Linked DNA regions of Sus scrofa: region 2 is linked to region 1. The links are chromatin contacts, called in public promoter capture Hi-C maps. All regions are on one chromosome and are shown on one strand. The core of a region is the stretch at or near the end of the contact, and the rest is flanking DNA. Distances in the headings are between cores, read along the strand shown. Region 1 holds the start of STOX1 (storkhead-box protein 1). Region 2 overlaps STOX1 (storkhead-box protein 1).

Region 1 (7,441 bases), core at 1,809-4,308:
CCACTCAGCGGTGTAATGGTTTAACTTCTCAAATGAGACGCTGTTTCACTCAAGCAAAAACCTTCTGTCTGTCTCCTAACAAACGGGCTCTCTGAAAAGACTGGAAAGGAGGAATTCTATTTAGCTAATGGGATGAGATCGGTCCAGAGTGCCACTTGCTATTTATTGATTTATTTATTTTTGCTTTTTAGGGCCACATCTGAGGCACATGGAAGTTTCTCAAGCTAGGGGTCCAATGGGAGCTGTAGCCACCGGCCTACACCACAGCCACAGCAACACAGGATCCCAGCCGCATCTGAGGCCTACACCACAGCTCACAGCAACACCAGATCCTTAACCCACTAAGCGAGGCCAGGGATTGAACCTGAAACCTCATGGTTCCTAGTTGGATGTTTCTGCTGTGCCACGAGGGGAAATCTTAGTTATTTCTTTTTCCCTAGCAGTTAATGACCCCAAAACTTCCCCTACGCCCTTGAACCAAGACCACCACACCACACAGAACAGCACGGTATGAAAACCACGGCCCGTTGTCCACTCCAAGTCTACAATTAAAAAAAAAAAAAAAAAAAAAAAAAAAAAAAGGCAGCAGCCAATTCACAATGGGTAGATTCTGGCCAGCCCCTAGTGTACCCTTCCTAAGCGCCCCCCTGGAGCCGAGATAGAGCCCCTGTCTCCTGACTCCACAGGCCTCAAACCTCTCTCCTTTGGAGTTCCCGTCGTGGCGCAGTGGTTAACGAATCCGACTAGGAACCATGAGGTTGCGGGTTCGGTCCCTGCCCTTGCTCAGTGGGTTAATGATCCGGCGTTGCCGTGAGCTGTGGTGTAGGTTGCAGACGTGGCTCGGATCCCGCGTTGCTGTGGCCCTGGTGTAGGCCAGCGGCTACAGCTCCAATTCGACCCCTAGCCTGGGAACCTCCATATGCCGTGGGAAGCGGCCCTGAAAAGGCAAAAGGACAAAAAATAAATAAATAAATAATAAAAAACAAAACAAAACAAAAACCTCTCTCCTTAGACATCACTTTTCCAAGTAGAAAGTTCTTCCGAACAGAAACCTGTGCACTCCACTGGCAGAAAGAGTTCCCGTCGTTGTGCAGTGGTTCCCGTCGTTGTGCAGTGGTTAACGAATCCGACTAGGAACCATGAGGTTGCGGGTTCAATCCCTGCCCTTGCTCAGTGGGTTAACCATCCAGCGTTGCCGTGAGCTGTGGCGTAGGTCGCAGACGCTGCTCGGATCCCGCGTTGCTGTGGCTCTGGCGTAGGCTGGCAGCTACAGCTCCGATTGGACCCCTAGCCTGGGAACCTCCATATGCCGCGGGAGCGGCCCAAGAAATGGCAAAAAGACCAAAAAAAAAAAAGACAACAAAAAACAAACAAAACAAAAAAGAGCTGAATGGAGACATCCTGCAGATGGCCCAGGGCAGTTCCCAGACATACCTTGCGGGCCCGAAGTTTGTGTCCCAACAGGAGGGAAAGTCTTAGGAAGTAGCCCTTCAATCTGTCCTCCCAACCCCTCACCCCCACCACCCTCACAGCCGGATCCCGCTCCCTGAAGTGGACCCCTCGGCTGCACGCGCCCCCGCGGCCATGGCTCTATCCCCGCAACTCGCGCGGGGGGCCCTCCCCTCCGGGCCCCGCACTCACCCACCGCCCGGATGCGGAAGCCGCGTGGCGGGCGCAGCGCCCGGCGGCACCAGGCTTCGCGAAGCACCTGCAGGCTGGCGGGAGGCGCGTGCACCAGCAGCACCCCGCGCCTCAGCCAGCCCTGGAAGGCCAGCCGCGAGGCGGCGCGCGCCAGCCGCAAGTTCCAGAAGCAGCGCGCGTTGGCGCGCCGAAAGGCGCGGAATACTGAGCGGCCGCCCGGCTCCTCCGCGCCCCCCGCAGCCTCTTGCGCCTCCAGCCTGCAAAGCACCAGGGCCAGCGAACCCGGCGTCAGTTGCACCGGCCCGGCCATGCTGCCTCGGCGGCCGGGGCCCGCAGCCTAGCGCACTGCTACGCGCCGCAGCGGCCGGCGGGAGGGATCGGCTTACTGCGTAAGGCGGCTGCTGCCGGGGGAACCGGGCTCCAGGGGGCGGGGTCGAGGTGCGCGGCTGGCCGGGGGTGGGGCGGGACGCGCGGCCTGGGGACGGCCACTGCTCTCATCCGCGAATCGCCCAGTAGGGTTTCCAGGTGCTGAGTTCCCAGGTGGTTCTCCACACCCCAGCCAGAGCTCTGCCCGCGCAGTACCCACTCCTCCAGCTCTCCGCAGCGCGGAACTTTTCGTCCCCGTGAAAGGCCCGCACCGGGTTTTTTCCAAGCCCAAGGCGTGCGGAGCTGCCTCCAACTGTGGTGCGAGGGTCATGGCCAGAGTTCCTTAGAGCCGAGAGGACAGAGATGGCCGCTGTCGCATTGGCTTTGGGATCTCCCCCAGTAAAAGAGGCCTCGAGGGACAGACTCGCTCTGATCGAGGCTGGGAGTCAAGAGACCCAAGTTTGAGTCTCCGTCTGCTTCTGTTCAGTTTACACATATTACTTCCTCTCTCCAATCTGAGTTTACTGCCTTGTAAAATGAGTTGGGACCTTTTCCATAATTTTCTGGGGTTCTAGGGTCTGATCCCGCTCCTGGGATGTCCCATAGATTGAACGTGGTAAGGGGCAGAAAGTCATCCAAAGGCGCAACCCGGATTGGCTGACGAGGCGCCGTGGTGAAATCCTGCGATTCAGCCCTGGGTTGGGTTGGATATTCCGAAAGGAATCCCCAGGAGTGAAGGGAGAGGAACTTGTGACCTGTCACAATCAGACTCTAGCCAACGCCTCTGAACAACGAGGGGGCAATTCAGATGCTGAAGAACAGAAAGGCTAGAGCCCTGAGCGTGGCAATGGGTGGGAGCTCCTCCAGGAAAGAACAGGGAAAGGAGAGGAATGGAAATACAATCAGCACAATAAGGGAGCAAAGGTGCTTGGCAAGACCTGGGCAATCATTCCAGATTCCGAATCTCTCAGTTAATCAGCCGTCAATAACAACTGCAATAATTTGAGATCTGTACCCTGCCCCTGGTGGATCATTATCACGGTTAATGATAGGTGATGTTGTTAATAACCATCGCTCACACTTATTTTTTTTTTTTTTTTTTTTGGTTTTGTCTTTTTGCCATTTCTTGGGCCGCTCCCGCGGCATATGGAGGTTCCCCGGCTAGGGGTCTAATCGGAGCTGTAGCCACTGGCCTACGCCAGAGCCACAGCAACGTGGGATCTGAGCCACATTTGTGACCTACGCCACAGCTCACGGCAACGCCGGATACTTAACCCACTGAGCAAGGGCAGGGATCGAACCCACAACCTCATGGTTCCTAGTCGGATTCGTTAACCACTGCGCCAGGACAGGAACTCCTTTTTTTTTTTTTTTTTTTTTTTTTTTTTTGGTTTTGGCTCACACTTATTGAACACCATATGGGGGGGCTTAATTGCACAGCTCAGTGTTAGCTACTATTAGTATCTCTATTTTTATTTTATTTTGCAGATGAAGAAACTGAAGTGAGATTAGATTGAGAAGTATTTCCCATGTAAATCAACTAAAATAAAATGAAAGAAATTTTTAAGTATTTCCTGGTTACACAGATGGTAAGGAATGGAGTCAGACAAATGCCAAAGCAGGGTTCTCTATGACAAATAAGTCTGACACAAGATTCAATTCAAGTAAGTATGCAAACCTGAGACAACCCTCTCACATCTGAATTCTGGGATATGGGTGGATGAATGGATAGACGGATAAATATAGCAGAGAGGCCAAATGAATTAAATGTTCCCCTCTGTATGGCCTATATAGGGAGAGCCAAGCTCCCCCTATCATGATGGATTTCTCTCCATCATGGCACTTGCCTTGCAGAATCAAGGATGACTTTCCTGCATTCCCCAACCAGAGGAACTATGATTTTTATCCCCACATCTCTAGCAGCTACTGCAGCATCTTTTCCATAATAATCATGATGATAATTCTCACTTATTCTCAGCTCACTCTGCACCTAGAACTATATATATATGTGTGTATATATTTGTTCTTTTGTCTTTTTGGGGCTGCAACTGCAGCATATGGAGATTCTCAGGGCAGGGGTTGAATAGGGGCTTACAGCTGCTGGCCTACACCACAGCTCACAGCAATGCTGGATCCTTAACCCATTGAGCAAGGCCAAGGATCAAACCCGCATCCTCACAGATACTAGTCCGGATTGTTAACCAGTGAGCCACTAGGGAACTCCTAGAACTATATTAAGAGTTCTACATGTGTGGTCTAATTTTATCCTCAAATTAACTGTCTGAAAAGGGTAATATTATTGAGGCCCATCTTCCACAAGAAAAAATCTCTTTTGAGGCAGCATACTCATGGGGACAGAGTTAATAGATGGTAAAACAGAGAGCCCACACACCTGGCTAGAGGGAGGGAGAGCCATCATAGGACCTGTGGCCAGGTATGAAAAATCCTGATCTTAATTCTCTGTCCCAAGAACCTGAACTGGAAATACACCATCAGGCCCTTCCTAGCAGGGTTTGTCCTGCAAGGATGCTAGCAGGTAGACCCATGGCCTGAAATTATGAGGTAGAACTGTCTTAACCTGTGACAACTTTGTTCAGATGTTCAAAATTTCCTTGATTTTATTTAAGCTAGTCCAATTCACAAAAGAAAGGAGAAAGAATTTTTTTAATTTCAACTATAGTCAACAAGTCATGGAGTTCCTGTTGTGGTGCAGAGGAAACAATCCGACTAGGAACCATGAGGTTGTAGGTTCAGTCCCTGGCCTCACTCAGTGGGTTAAGGATCCGGCGTTGCCATGAGCTGTGGTGTAGGTCGCAGAAGCGGCTCGGGTCTGGTGTTGCTGTGGCTCTGGCGTAGGCTGGCAGCAACAGCTCTGATTAGACCCCTAGCCTGGGAACCTCCATATGCCACAGGTGCGGCCCTTAAAAAAAAAAAAAAGTCACTTTTTTTCCCAAAGGTTCAACTACCATCCAAATATTTCCAAACTCTTACAAAATAGAACATATCTTAAAAGTTACATGGAAAACTGTAGGCCTCCAACTGGAATGGCCTGTATTATTCAGGAAAACTAGAGAATGAACTTCTCTAGGACATTCCATCTTTGGGATCTCTGCAAATGAGACACAAACAGTTTAGAATTCCTATTTTTTTATTCTCCACTTAAAGAGGCACAGAGTAGTCAAACTAAAAACTACAGTCTCAAGAAAGAGGGGTTTTTTTTTGTTCGTTTTTTGCTTTTTTTTTTTTTTTTTTTTTTTTTTTGTCTTTTTGCCTTTTCTGGGGCTGCTCCTGCAGCATACGGAAGTTCCCAGGCTAGGGGTCTAATTGGAGCTGCAGCTGCCAGTCTACACCATAGCCATAGCAACGTGGGATCCGAGCTGCATCTGCGACCTACACCACAGCTCACGGCAATGCCAGATCCTTAACCCACTGAGCGAGGCCAGGGATTGAAACCGCAACCTCATGGTTCCTAGTCGGATTCGCTAACCACTGAGCCTCGACTGGAACTCCAAGATGGAGGTTTTTTATTTTTGTTTTGTTTTGTTTTTCCCACACCCATGGCATGTGGAAGTTCCCAGGCCAGGGACCAAACCCATTCTTCAGTAGCAGCCTGTGCTGCCGCTGAGGCAACACCACACCCTTAACCAGCTGTACCTCGTGGCAATTTCCAGGATTTTTTTTTTTAATTATTTATTTTCAGTGGACTCTTTGCCTGGGAAAGGACAAAGTAATTCTAACGCTATGTACAAATCCAAACAGCATGCTGTGAAGTCATTAAAAACATCGAGATAGTAGTTCCCGTTGTGGCTTAGCAGGTTAAGAACCTGACCACTATCCATGAGGATGCAGGTTTGATCCCTGGCCTCGCTCAGTGTGTTAAGGATCCAGCATTTTGCTGTGGCTGTGGCATAGGCCAGTGGCTGCACCTCTGATTCAACTCCTAGCCCGGGAACTTCCATATGCCGCAGGTGCAGCCCTAAAAAGACATACGAACACACAAAAAAAGATTGAGACGAAACTTTCTGTACTAAAACAAGACAATATCCCAGATATATATTTTAAGTAAAAAAGAAAACTACATAGTAAGGCTAGAATAAGGTAGGGGAGGAAGGAAGGGAGATAATAGGCACATATATTCACAAGTGCCTGGAAAATCTGGAAGGGTACGTAAGATGCTGGTGATAACAGAGGTTACCTCCAGAGAGAGGAACAAAGGACAGGGTAGAAGGGAGGCTTATTTTTCACTGTGTTTACTATGTGCAAATATTTGTTCAAAAATGTCTATCAGGACATCAAGAGATTAGCTCTAGTCATTTTGAGACATAGGATAGCTCTGTAGTTTATTTCCTCCAGAGTAAATAATTGCCAACAATTTATTTCAATTTTCTCCTCTCCTATTTCCAGATGATCCCTCTCTTGTTCACCTTATCAGGTCTGAAATTCCTACGCAGACAATCTCAACTTAGAAAAGACTGTCTCCAAAGTCACTGTTAAGAGCACATGTATGGTTTCTCCCATTATTACATTTTTGTGAAGATTTCTTTAGTTCATCCAATTTGCCGTTGACTCCAAAATTGCAGTGGCCTTTCATGGGACAAGACACAGGAACTGTAAGGAGCTTTTGGACTTCAAGACCACTGAGAAAGGAGTTCCCATTGTAGCTCAGGAGTAATGAACCCAGCTAGTACCCATAAGGATGCAGGTTCGATCCCTGGCCTCACTCAGTGGGTTAAGGATCCGGCACTGCTGAGAGCTGTGATATAAGTTGCAGGCAAGGCTCATATCCCAAGTTGCTGTGGCTAGGGTATAGGCCTGCAGCTGCAGCTCCCAATTCGACCCCTAGCCTAGGAACTTCATATGCCACAGGTGCAGCCCTAAAAAGAAAAAAAAAAAAAGACCACTGAGAAAGATTAAGATGGCTTGTCCTAGAGACAAGGGAACGGGAAGCTGGTGCCTTCGACTGAATTGAGGGAGGGTCACGACTGGCAGATACCTCTCCCAAGAGATCCCCCATATGGAGAGAAACTTGCAGATACTTTTGGAGTCTAAACTCCAGAGCATCAGCCTTGAGAACAGAAGAGGCAACAGAAGACCATTGTGGGGCCCTCTCTGAACCCACACAGAGCTTGTGAACTTGGTGGTCAGTGGACGTGGAGGAGCAGCCCTTGACTGTGTGGCAGAGGGTACCAAGGTAACTGTAATGGGCACCCCGAGAAAAAAGACCAGGCCCCTTTTCCCCATTTTCTGGGTATCGCGTAAACCCCCAAGGTTTTTTTGTTTTGTTTTGTTTTTGGCAATTCCAAGGAGTGGACTTCTCAAAACACGGTGAGACTTTTTTGGCCAACTCTGGCAAATGGAACTTGGAGTTTGACTTTATTTCATTTAGAAAACTGGAACTGAAGGGGGGAAATTCATTCTTGCCACACTGTAATTG
Region 2 (7,441 bases), core at 1,970-4,469, 42 kb before region 1:
CCCTAGCCTTGCTCAGTGGGTTAAGGATCTGGCGTTGCCGTGAGCTGTGGTGTAGGCTGCAGATGTGGCTGGAATCCCGAGTTGCTGTGGCTCTGGTGGAGGCCGGTGGCTACAGCTCCGGTTGGACCCCTAGCTTGGGAATCTCCATATGCTGCAGGAGCAGCCCTAGAAAAGGCAAAAAGACAAAAAAAAAAAAAAAAAAAAGAGAGAGAGCTGAAGCTAAGGAGTGAAATACATTCTTTTAACAGAAAGAGTAAAAAAGAGAGAGTCAGAAACAGTTATATGAGGAACTATCTATATTTAAGAGATAGTAGAAATAGGGATCCACAAATGAGAGAAGGCACAGTAATGAGGATAGGAAGAGAGAACCAAGAGTATGAGAAGGGGAAAAAAAGATTTCCAAAAGAACAGCAAATCAACAGGGTCAATGTTTAAGAGAGAACAAAAAAGTTGAGGGAGGAGAAGAGGCAACTGGATTACTTGCTTGGAACAAGGTGACCACTGGAAACTTTCAAGAGAATTGTTTTCATGGGAAAGAACAGAAATTAAATGTCAGATTGAAAGAAAGGGAATGGGTGAAAAAAATCGAAGTTAATGGGTCTTCCCCCTAGAGCAAGATTTCTCATCTTTGGTACTTCTGACATTGGGGGCCAGATAAAGGGTGACCAATCATCCCAGTATACTCAGGAATGAAGGGTTTTCTGGGACACAGGGTTTTCAGTGCTATAAACAGAAAGCTGAAGGCAAACCAGGGTGGTTGATCACCCTAACTAGAGAATTATTTCCTGCGGCGGGGGTGGGGGTGGCTGTCTTGTGCATTGTAGGATATTTAGTAGCATCCTCAGCCTCTAGGTGCCAAGAGCATCTCCCACAGTTACAGCAACCAAAAGTGTCTCCAGACATTGCCAAATGTCTCTGAAAGGAAAGGGTTGGAGGTCAAAACTGCCCTAATTGTAAAGCACTGTTCTCAGACCATTTGTTGGAAAAATCTGATTGTGAAAGAGTAGAAAAAGAACCCAACCCAGAAAGGAGTATGATCAAATGAAGGTGAATGTATGTGTATGTTGAGATTTTCTTAAAAGAGCTCTCTACGTTTGGATACAAAAAGGGCTTAGTGGATATGATGAAAATGATTCTGGGAGGGAGAAGTCAGTCAGACAGCAAGATCCCAAATGAGGGCAAAGAGGAAAAAAACACATGCACAGGTAAAAGAACTTTCTTAGAAATGAGAAGGATATTTGCAGCCAATTAAGCTGACCAGTGCCCTTTTCCCCATGGGGGCCTGGTGTGCAATAGCTGCAAACAGCAGCCCCGGTAGTGTATGCACCCTGTTGCCTGTATAGGTTGCCCTAAGGGACCTTGGAGACAGCCCTTTCCAGTAGACATTCATGACTGGCATGCTGTCCCCAATACAGGCTCCAGACAGCTGCAGAACGAGGAGCATGTGATTGAGGCACTACGCAGAGCCAAGTTCAAGTTCCTTGGCCACCAGAAGATCCACATCTCTAAGAAGTGGGGATTTACTAAGTTCCACACAGATGAATTTGAAAACATGGTGGCAGAAAAGCGGCTTATCTCGGATGGCTGTGGGGTCAAATATATCCCTAATCTCAGCCCCCTGGACAAATGGTGGGCCCTGCACTCATGAGATCCTTGGCGGCATTGTCCCCTCCTTAACGCTCACCAATACATCCTACTTGCCTGTCAAAAAAAGAAGAAAAGAAAAGAAAAAAAATGAGAAGGATATTAATTTATCTGAGACTTGAGACAATAGAGGGTGGCAGAAGACCAGAAATATATCAAGGCATAGAAGGAAAAAAACATTAGCATAAGAAGGTCATGTGATCTCCGCAAAGTTAGGGGGAAAGAAAATAGGAATGGGAGGAGGAAAAAAACGGAAATGCGGAGGTGAAGGGTAGAAAGGGAGTTTGAGGAGTTACTCTTAGAGCACGCTAGGAAATTTAAAAATTCATACAAAGATTACGCAGGAGCCTTGGGTCTCAAGGTGATTTAAGTGTGATTTCTGATTACAGATGAAGTAGCAATCTGGAATAGAAAAGGATAAGAGTCTAGGAGGCCAACAGTGCTTCTAAAACGTTAATGTGCATATGAGAATCACTAGGCGATTGTGCCAGTGTGCAGATTCTGATTCAGAAGATCTGAAACGGAGCCTATGATTCTGCATTTCTAACAAACTCCCAGGTGATGTCCATGCTGCAGGTCTGAGGTCTGCTCTTTGGAGTGGCAGCCCATTAGGGTGTTAATGATAGCAATGCTAAAGTTTGGCTACTTTTAAATATACTGGCTGGATGTGAAGGTTGCAGCCAAAGCTGGTCAGAGGCTCATAGTACTCATTGTATCTGCAGCAGGAAACTGATAAGCAGCTGTTATTAAAGATCACACTGGCCTGTTTCCTTGTTTCCTTAAGCGTCTCTATTTAGCAAGTTGGGGCATCTTTGACCTTGGAAAGTCACAACACAGGGCAGAACTGCTGTCTGCTTTGGCAGCCTAGGGAAGGATCTTCTCTTGGCCTGCTTGGTGCTGTCTTACTGGGCGATGCCAAGATACCTATAGCATTCTGAGAAGCTAGGATGAATGGCTAATCAATTAGCATTTCAAAGAGTGGTGATAAGAGATGATGCTATGAAACTTATTGTTAAGAGGGGAACACTAACCTAAAATTCAAAATCCTCCTAGAAACTCTACCTCTGAGCTAAGAGTAATAAGCCTTTCTCCTTATCTTCATTCCCCTTTGCTTTTCTTTTTTCCCTCCGCATCTGAGATTACTTTCTTCTCTTTCATCTCCCTCCTCAACCTGACAAAATACAGTATTAAATTGCCCTTTCACTCTTGTTTATGCTTCTTAAACATAACTCCATGTGCTTAATTTAAAACAAACCCTATTCCTCATCTTCCAAGACAGTCTAAGTGACTTTTTTTCTTGTATGTGATTGCCTGTCCCCACTTGATGTGGACTTAGAAGCCCTTAATTCAAAAAGAAGGAGGGAAAAGTTCTCCTCTCCTAGAAAGATAAGGGCAAAACCTAAAAAGAATTTGCTCAACCACACTATATATACTCAAGCCTCATCTCAGCCCTAGCTTAAACCCAGTCACTTGGAACTTTGAGATTGGAGTTGGGGGAGTGAAGGCCAGAGACTTTTCGAGATGAGCGCGGCTAGAAACTCAGTACATGTCTGATGCTCTTGCTGCGCCCCCTGCCGGTGGCTGCCCATTTCTATGCAAATGAAAACAGAAAGCTGTCCTAGGGTCCAGTGAGGGATCCCCACTACGCCTTTAGGCTAGACCTGAAGATGCCTGTTTCCAGTTCAATCCTTAAGCTTGTTTCCTCTTTCATAGGAAAATGAATAGTCAAAATTGAATTTTTTATGGAACTGTGGGAAGGGGTGCATGGGCTATTCCTGTACACTTCTTCACAATCTCCTGTATATCTATAACTACTTCCAAATAAAAGTTAAAGAAAATAGATTTTACAGAAAAGACTACTTTTTATTAACAAGCGGAAATGTATGAGAAACAGAATTTTTTCTTACATTTTAAAAATCCCAACTTTTTCTTAGAGTCCTAACATTGCCTGCCAAATCCAAAGACACTTTTAGAACTTTTATTCATAATTCTTACTGTAGTGTGGGGATGTTTATTTTAAAAGAGTAAACATATCTACTACCAACTAGAAAGACAACTGTCTTTTAGAGAACATGTTAAAATCGCATTTAACCTCTGCTTTGGAGCTCCCTCTAGACAAAGCCTAGAGAAAGTTTCTCAGTACATTTTCTTCACAGCCGTTGCTAAGATACGTCTTCAGGTGCATAAATCATCAAGAGTTCTTTTATGCAGGAAAGGAGAGCGAAGCCTGCCTGACATGAGAACATCTGTGATAAAAGCAAGAATCATTTTCCAGCTGCAGCCACAGTTTATTTCAGTTACTTTGGCACTTGGGTTTTGGAATGCAGTCACCCTTACAGTTTTCCACGAAAAAATTAAACTTTCAGTGGAGAAGATCCCCCTTATAGATGTAACTAGATTTCACAAGAAGAGAAGGCCAGCCCTTTGGCTTTATCCTCAGCAAGTATGGAGTGATTGAAAGGCACCCTTAAGTGCAGGCCTGCTGTGGACCTCTGACCCTTGAACTAAAGCAGGGATCAGAAGGCTAGAAGAGCCTGTGGGCCAGAGTAAACAGTTCACAACAACGTTCTCTCTTTTCACACAGTCTTATACTCTTAGGTGCTGCAGAAATGGGAGAAGTGTTTATACCGAAAGACTGGTTTCTCAAAAAATACCAACAAAGTAGAACCTGTTACATATAATGCCACCCTTTCTGTAAAGGACATTTTTATTGCTACCCTGCTGTATTCCTGAAAGATTCAGTTGGGGTGTGTGTATATATATATATATATCTTCCTCATATCTTCCAAGATATGGGGTTATGTTATATGAGTTTTAAAACAATTATTCTTTAAAAGCCCACTTTTTCTAGGGAAGATAAAACAGTGTAAGGCAAATTAAACACACGTAGCATGTAGATGCCCAGGCAGCAAATGAAAATAGGGTTCTCTTAACTATCAAAAGCAGATGATATCCAGTGAAGTCCAGGACAGTCTCCTCTGAGCTCAGGATCCTAAAACCGTGACTAGAACCAGCTTCCTGTGTGATGGACATAAGATCATACAACCTCAGGCAATCAATTTCCGCTCTGGCACCCAAGAGCTGTGGTCTAGAAGAGCCCCATGGCCAACAGGAGCAGAACCCCCTGGAAGCGTGGCTTGTTCCTGGAGTTGGTGACAAAAGCTCAACAATAATCCAGCACAATCAAAGACCTCATCAAAACTCTGAGGAAAAAAGAGGTGGTTTCTTTACGTCAGGACACCAAGGCCTCCTCCACGGGCCTCAGGTTTTTTCCAACCTGAGGTTTCTAGCCTGGCTGTTTTCTAACAGCAAAGAAAAATGGCTGAAAGAGCTATTTCCTAGACAGTTCATGAGGCGTGAATACTCCTGCCCCAGTGTAGAAATAGCAAGAGGTACATTCAAGACAAATATGGACTGCCTTTTCACCAGACCCAGAGAAGGCAACCAGTAGAGACCAAGCAAACGATCTCTAGGAGCTGTGGTACTAGAGAAATCTTCAACCAGGGACACAGGATTCCTAAATCTGCATTCCAGTCAGTTGGGAGTTTCAGTAAAATTACAAGCCTACACTTTGCACTCTCCAAGTGAGAAAGGGAGAACCAAAATCAAGATACAATCTGCCTATCCTGAACCTGTGTTTGCTCTGTCCACTGAAAAAAAAGCTTTGAAGTAAAAGAGTACTAAAATCGAGTGTTTGTTTTGATAACTGAATGCTCTAGTTAAATTTCAGGAACAAAGTGAAAGTTTTCCGTAAAAATTTTACCTTTAGGGAAAAAAAAACTACCATGCAATATTTACATTTATCTTAGGCTTTTAAGGCACCTAAGCAAATTCAAAGAGGGCCTTCTCCTGGAATCTAAACACTGACATTTTCATCTAGGGTGCTTGAATTTGATTGTAAGGTCCCTAGGAAACTGTGCCAGCAAATATGCACAAAAGAGGAAATATTTCTTTGGAAATTTGGAAAGCATTCACATCAGAACTCATCTGTTTCACATTAAAACCTGAATTTGCTGTAAGATTAAACTGTAGACAAAACTAATCTTAACACTATTGATATTTAAAACACAAAATTTTTTCTACTCTACATGTGTTTAGTCCCTGTACAAGTGTGTTTACAGACTCTGTGCTAGGCGGTCTGCCAGAAATTCATGCATTATTGACCTTCAAATGGTTTAACTGAGCCACTCAAACTCAGCTAATTACCCGGACACATGAAATCTGAGAGCATCTTTTTTGGGCGCCTGTATTGAATCACACTGTGGGAAAAGTATCTTCTAAGTACATTAGAGATAACAATGGAGCATGAATAAAACAGCCTGCAGATAGACTCAGGTTAAATAAAAAAGGATGTTTTGTTCTAAGTAATCCAAGAAGCTTCCCTTATTTTAAACGGCACTTTTATCCAGGACAGAATTTCCAAATTTCTTTAACATTAAAATGAATCCTGAACTTTTAAAAGTGAAAGTACTCTGTAACAATGTGTGTCTCATCTGAGATTAGATGCTGTGCAAAATTTTCCATGACTTTACATAATTAGATCTATTGTATTATAACCTTAAATAGGTTCAGATAATCAAACAAAATGGGAACAAAAAGGAGAGAGGTTTCGGGCTGGCAAAACCAAGCATCTCTCCAGGTCAACCTTTTATGTCAGTAAAATAAAAGAATGCAAACACGTTCCTCCGCATTTAGAAACAAAAGAGTACCAAGACTCAGAAACTGGCTGTAGATCTAAGGGTAGTCAGGCTATCTACCATGGAAGCTGAAATTCCTTCTCAGGCACGGGGATGTTTATTTTGGATTCCCAGACAAATCCTCCCCTTCTGGGAAGTGCCCTCTGTTGAAAAACTAAAGGCTTCCCTCAACAGCGGGAGTCCTTAGTTGCTATCTTCTTTAATAACTGCACTTCAACCTGTCAGGATTAGTAAATTAGAGGCTCCCATTTTTTTTTCAAGTGAGTTATATCCTCTAGTATGGACCAGCAGTTGCGTTACAAAGGTCTTGGGCCATTTATGACGGAGACCTATGTGGCTGTCACAGCACAAAGATATGTTTGAAAAGACACATAATCAGCCCTATTAGGGAGCCCTTTGAGTTCCTAGCAGCCTTGCCTCTTAGAGATAGATACAGGGAGGCCCCCATGGAGGGAGGGATGTGAATGACTCAAACCAGCTGATCTTTTTACAAAACACTAAAATGAATTCACACTCAGCCCCAAAGCCCTTCAGGCCCGGTGGTGCCCTTTTCTAACCTCTATTCCCTTTGCCTCTTCCACTCTGGATATGTTAATGACTTTATCCAGGTGTGTGTGTTTTCTAAATCTGTCTAAATAAATTAGTGGCTTAAAACAACACCGATTTATTATCTCACAGTCTACATAGGTCAGAAGTCTGGTGGACTCTCCTGGTTCCTCTGCTCCAGCACTCATGCCCTGGGGTCTGACTGGAGGCTCTGGGAGAGAATCTGCTTCCATGCTCATTCAGGTTTTTGGCAGAATTCAGTTCCTTGTGGTTGTAGGACTGAGGTCCCTCTTCCCTCCATGGCTGTCAACCAGGAGCCTCTTCTCAGCAACATAAAGCCACCTGCATTTCTTATCATGTTGCCCCCTTTATCTTCAAAGACAGCATGGAATCTTTTTCACACTTCAGTTCTCTCTGACTTGTCCTTCTGTTGCTTCACTTCTGCTTCCAGCCAGAGAAAGTTCTCTGCTTTTAAGGGCTCATGTGATGAGATTGGGCCTACCCATATAACCCAGGATAATCTCCCTAAAGTCCATAACCTAATTACATCTGCA

Evidence for each region. Promoter capture Hi-C pulls out the DNA fragments that hold promoters and counts their contacts.
Region 2: a contact with region 1 is called in a promoter capture Hi-C map of liver, with 4 times the contacts expected there. The contact joins the enhancer-like site here to the promoter of STOX1 in region 1. A contact is called at or near these places in 1 of 5 promoter capture datasets (liver) and 5 of 47 Hi-C or Micro-C datasets (embryonic fibroblasts, epiblast stem cells, fetal heart ventricle and 2 more).

Annotation. Positions count from the first base shown.
Region 1 is chr14:71,923,004-71,930,444 of Sscrofa11.1, reverse strand. STOX1 (storkhead-box protein 1) reads right to left here and starts at 3,058. Exons shown (of 4, transcript XM_001928627.5): 1 at 1,642-3,058. The coding sequence starts at 1,951. LOC106508088 (a long non-coding RNA gene) reads left to right here and starts at 1,943. Exons shown (of 3, transcript XR_001304645.2): 1 at 1,943-2,030; 2 at 3,496-3,671; 3 at 6,412-7,441.
Region 2 is chr14:71,964,744-71,972,184 of Sscrofa11.1, reverse strand. All of the region lies in intron 1 of STOX1 (storkhead-box protein 1), which reads right to left. Among named protein-coding and RNA genes, the nearest start is that of DDX50, 21 kb to the left of the region's middle. Within about 2 kb of position 3,219, at least 15 of the 83 cell types and tissues checked have an H3K27ac peak or open chromatin away from gene starts, as enhancers often do. A contact at or near this core is called in liver, where this site is marked.